Linked DNA regions of Gossypium arboreum: region 1 is linked to region 2. A link is a contact called in public Hi-C data. All regions are on one chromosome and are shown on one strand. The core of a region is the stretch at or near the end of the contact, and the rest is flanking DNA. Distances in the headings are between cores, read along the strand shown.

Evidence for each region. A called contact is a pair of places that touch in the nucleus more often than the background predicts.
Region 1: a contact with region 2 is called in a Hi-C map of leaf, with 3 times the contacts expected there. The contact joins the promoter of LOC108476617 here to the enhancer-like site in region 2. A contact is called at or near these places in 2 of 5 Hi-C or Micro-C datasets (both in leaf).

Annotation. Positions count from the first base shown.
Region 1 is chr12:73,213,825-73,216,623 of ASM2569848v2, forward strand. It overlaps LOC108476617 (protein LIKE COV 2-like), which reads right to left and starts at 1,398. Exons shown (of 7, transcript XM_017778884.2): 1 at 1,195-1,398; 2 at 218-270; 3 at 8-117. The coding sequence starts at 1,380.
Region 2 is chr12:72,547,951-72,550,792 of ASM2569848v2, forward strand. It overlaps LOC108464531 (cellulose synthase A catalytic subunit 2 [UDP-forming]), which reads left to right. Exons shown (of 14, transcript XM_053023093.1): 13 at 50-400; 14 at 821-1,711. The coding sequence ends at 1,405. Among protein-coding and RNA genes, the nearest start is that of LOC108464531, 7.6 kb to the left of the region's middle. Within about 2 kb of position 1,376, at least 2 of the 2 cell types and tissues checked have an H3K27ac peak or open chromatin away from gene starts, as enhancers often do. A contact at or near this core is called in leaf, where this site is marked.

The sequences.
Region 1 (2,799 bases), core at 148-2,647, 670 kb after region 2:
AACTTACCAAATATGTCAATGCCAAGTCGTTCATATAATGGACTGAAGAAACCGTCAACAAACTGAATAAACCACCAAGTAATGAAAAATGTAACTGCCACAGGAAAAAGGACCACACTGCAATTTTGCATGTCAACATGTTGTTACTTGTTAAGCTTTGAAATATCAAAAGAAATAATGGAAGACTGACATTTGGGGAAATATAAAAGCTTAATACCATCCAGTCATGAACTTCTTTGAGACCCAACTTTGGAGAACAAAACAACAAGCCTGAAGAATAAAACACAAATGCTCAGACTGGAAAATAAAACAGAATGCTTCGATATCAATACAACATATTTATTCTGAAAACTGCTCTCATTGCTTCCACGCTTTCTAAGACTTACATTGAAACTTAAACATAACTGTTCTTTTCAATTTGGGGCAAACATAATTACTTTAAAACCACTCAAGTAGTCAAACTCTGAATCGTTCATAATAATGACTTGAAAATGATTAAATTCCTTGAAAATGGGCACATGAAATTTCCATGAAGCATTTCAACAATAGAAACGCTAATTGGTTTAACCAAGAAATACATAAAGAACAAACCTTATCGTGGAAGCACTCTATCGTACAGGTCATTCAATTTCTTGGTATTTTAGTAAGGAAAAAAAGGGATAATTTAAATGCTAAACCCTAAAAGCAGAAGCATTTATCCTCAAAGCTTAAAATCCTTCTAATGCGCGGCTATTAATTAGTTTTTTCCATAAAAAAAACGATAGAAAGAATCAACAGGTCATCAAGATTTCCACTTTTAAAACAGGTTGAAGCCAAACCCGAGGACAATCAAAACCAACAGAATTTCTGGATATAATTGGGAGCTCAACCATTTTCATTTTCTTTTTCCCCCCTTAATATGAAGAGTCCAACCAGTTGACACTCAATAAACATAGTGAAGAAAGTTTATGATAAATCTTGGGCGATATTTGACCATTTTCAGTTCCTACATCCCAAATTCGGCAGGGATTTCCCATATCTGCAGTCAAAATTCCGTTACTCGCAAATTATATTTAGTGCAAAGGCTCAATTACAACTACATTTGGACTAAGAAAAATATGAAAGAAGTCCAAGAAGAAAGATGAGGGAGTGGGTGTGGTTAATTGATGGAAGTCAAACCTAAAAGAGGGGGGAAAAAAGAAAGAGAAAATGGACCTTGCGAGTGGAGGAATTGGGGGAGCTAGGCCTAGGAGGAGACTTAGCCGGATCTTCGGGATCGACACCACTATTTTCGGCTTGGCTCAGTGGAATCGACGTTGATTCTTTCTCTTCCGCCATTACTAGCTGGGAAAAATGTCGGGAAGTTAGATGGGAGATTTGATTATTGAGTGTTACATGCATTTAATTTAATTAAGATTTAAAAAATAAAAAAAGGCAATATTTACATCATAAGCAATGTCATGCTGGGCGTGGGGTTGGTGTCACCTTAGGGTCACATTTAGTGGTTATATCAAATATGATTAGTCTATTTATTCATTTGGACCTAAATTTGTCACAGTTTTTTATCTCAACTTAATACTCCAATTTTTTTTTTCTAATTTTTGCAATCCTCCTAAGGTGATTATCTATACTCTTAATTGAATCTCTCATTAGTTTAGTTGGTATTACAAGTCAACTAGACACCAATTTGATTAAAGAAATTACTAAATTATCTTTCCTTTTTGAAATTATAATATTATAAACTTATCTTAGTATTTCTCGTACTAAAAAACCAATAAAAATGTTGAAATTTCCCATGTCCCCAACATCTAAAACCTTAACTTTACTCCTATACCCAAAGCTTCATTTTGATTATATTTGTACATTTTAATATTATTACACAAAAGTTTGATCGATAATGTCATTAATTGAGTTTGTGGCACAAGCCAACTCAATATTGAATTTTTTATAATTGGTTTTTTCTTTTATTATTTTTTTCTTTGACCAACATGATAACATTTTGACGTGTTAAAGAAAAATGTTAATGTAACACCCCCGCCTGACTCATCCGTCGGATTCGAGTATGGAGCGTCACAAATGGACTAAGTTCAACTATCCTTAATATTTATCGGCTTAACTATTATAACACGGACTAAGTAAAACTAATAATAATTCTTACAACCAAGCTCTTAAACCATTGAATGTTTAATCTCTCAATTTCTGTCTCTAATATTGTCTGTTTACAATAAGACCCTTGAAGTTTTTAACTTAGGGTTAACTATTTCAAAATCCAGACTCTGAGGACGTCATTTGGTTACACCATATTTAATCCTGAGGCGAAGCCTCCAATGATACCCACCTCCTTTGTGCATGATCTTGAGACAACAACGGTCCCCATTCTTCACGCTATCTGACTTAGTCCCTTATCGTAGTCCTTGATCATTCCAATCATTCCTATGTAGATAAGAAAATTTTCCATAAGTTCAAGAGAACTTAGTGAGTTCCTTCAATGCACCAAATTAAACCTTGTCACACGAAGGTAACAAATGTAAAAAAAAAACTAAACATAAATTAACTACCTGCTCACTCAAGGCAAGTGTTCTTTATCAGGGTGGCTAACTCCACCCGATCCTCTTATGATGAATGAATTAGCATGTGTGAATGTAACAGCCCGATTTTGGGCCTAGCTGGAACAGTGGTTTCAGAACCACTATTCCGAGGCTAGAGAAAATTATTTTGATGTTGTTTTATGTGATATGGAATGTTTATGAAGGTGCATAAAAATTTTGGTATATTAATTTTAGCGATTTCTAGTCCAATTTCGAAAAAGGACTAAATCGC
Region 2 (2,842 bases), core at 126-2,625:
TCATAATTTCTCTCATAATAATCATCAAAATCTTGAACCTGCAAATCAGGTTGGCTGGATATATGGCTCTGTGACTGAGGATATCCTGACTGGCTTCAAGATGCATTGTCATGGTTGGCGATCTGTGTACTGTATGCCTAAACAACCTGCTTTTAAGGGTTCAGCTCCTATTAATCTCTCAGATCGTCTACACCAAGTTCTGCGATGGGCTCTTGGATCTGTTGAAATTTTCTTGAGCAGACATTGTCCCATTTGGTATGGATATGGGGGTGGGATGAAATGGTTGGAACGATTTTCCTACATAAACTCGGTTGTATATCATTGGACCTCTATTCCCTTGCTTGTTTACTGCACCCTTCCGGCTATTTGTCTCCTTACTGGGAAATTTATTGTTCCTGAGGTAAGAACTCATTTTTTGTCTCGTTTTATGCTCTGTACTTGCATTCAAATCTTGCATTTTGACCTGTTTTGAGTTGATATTAAATCATTGATAACTGTTCAAAACCTGAAATTTATCCATGTGCCCATGCAAGCATCATAATTGAAGCTCTAGATGTGCTATTCATTTGTTGACCCTGCCGTAATATCTTGATCTGGATAACTGAGTTATTTCTTTCCTATCTGTAATAAGTTTTGTGTACTTTTTAAGTAGCATTTGCACCTGCTAACCTCAGAAGGGAGAACTAGGGTACTTGTGGCTAGTTTCTTTGTCAAGTTTTGGTTTTTCATTGTATACAAATGTCTCCACCTATATATGGTGTCTATTGAATTTTGACTTGTAATAGGGCCTTTCTAACATGTAATTCCGGCTCACTCGCAGATTAGCAACTATGCCGGTGTTGTATTCATGGCTCTCTTTGTATCAATTGCTGTAACTGGTATCCTTGAGATGCAGTGGGGTGGTGTTGGAATCGATGACTGGTGGAGAAATAAGCAGTTCTGGGTGATTGGAGGTGTTTCATCACATCTTTTTGCCCTCTTTCTGGGATTACTAAAGGTTCTGGCTGGTGTCAGCACAAGCTTCACTGTGACCTCTAAAGCAGCTGATGATGGTGAATTTTCTGAGCTATACCTCTTCAAGTGGACATCCTTGCTAATCCCTCCCACCACCTTGTTGATCATAAACATAGTTGGTGTCGTGGTTGGAGTCTCAGATGCAATCAATAACGGGTATGACTCCTGGGGCCCCTTGTTTGGGCGACTATTTTTTGCCCTTTGGGTTATTATCCACCTTTTTCCCTTCCTCAAAGGTTTACTCGGAAAACAAGACCGGATGCCAACCATTATTTTGGTGTGGTCAATCCTGCTGGCCTCTATTTTGACTCTTATGTGGGTCCGGATAAACCCATTCGTCTCGAAAGATGGTCCTGTATTAGAAATTTGTGAGTTGAATTGTGATGACTAGGAAGATTCAGATAATGAAAAAGGAGCATTGGCTCTTCACTCATCTCACTTGCAACACCTGTTGCCAAAAGGCTGGTGTTGTGATGGTTGAGTGCTTTGAGGATATGTTTTCATGATGAAGATTTGCTTTATCATGAAAGCAATGCACAAAATTTTGGTATTGTATTAGCCAAATTATCGTGTAGGATGGGGCCGGGTTTTGTAGATATTAAGAGGGCTAGAGGCTTGGCTGACCACGTTGTTCTTTGTTTTTTACATACTTCCTTTTATTTTATTATTGATTCTTTTAGAATATTTTGACTTAAAATTCCTGGCCAGTGTGGGGGGGGGGGGGGTCTCAAAATTTGTTCCTACTTTTTTTTTTTCCTTTTTGAATCCTTGTCTCAATTGTTATATTGTTTGGTATGGACTTGGCAGTTTGTTCAATGCAACTCTCTTGATTTTTATTATTAATATTATGAAATTTTATATGTTTTAGATGTCAATTATCAAATGCTATGTAATAAATATAGTTTTTAATATATAAACTCTCAATAATAATTAAAATTGTCGGACAATTTGTTGTAAATCATCGGAAATAGTGATTGCTATTGCTTTTACTAGAAATGAGTCCTGAATGAGGTTGTCATACATTTTTTTTTTAATTTTGAATTCAATTGAAAATAAATATTGAACAATTTAGTCATATATGTGTATGTTAATATAAGGTTGTGTTTGGTTTTTATTGTTGATTTTAGAGTTATTTGTGAGATGAGTTTGAATTCAAAATTCTTTTTCTTAAAAAATTTGAATTTTTAAAAATAGAAAATTGTATTGACGAACTTTCTTCCAGTCCTTGAACTAATTTTGTAACAATGCAATTTGGGAAATTAAATAATTATTATGCAGCGTTAAAACGGTAACACACGAAAGTAACATAGAGCTGCCATATTCCAATTAATTTAATACATTATTTTTTTCCACATCATATGTACAATGGGTAAAATTGGTAACGAGAGATCATGAATTATATGAAAAAAGAAGATAATTTTGTTTATTTTTAATTAATAGGGACTATAAATGATGTGATAAGAAAGATTCATAAAATATATTTTTTAAATATATTCTTTTTGTATCAAAAGGCTCTATTTGTTTGACTAAAATAATTTTAAAAAAATATATATATTTTTGCATTATCTTGTGTTTGTTTTATGAAAAATAGTTTATTCAATGAAAAATAACTTACATGTCAACAAAAAATAAGCCTTTGTAAAATGACTTACCTGCTTTAAAAGCACAAGTCATTTTCTAAAAAAACCTCGCTTATGGGTGATTTCATTTTTATATAAAATTATCTTAAGTCAAACTTAATTTTATTATATTAATAATAAATTTTTATTTTTATTTTAAAAATATTTAAAATTAATAAAATATTAATATAAAATATTATAATTTTCAA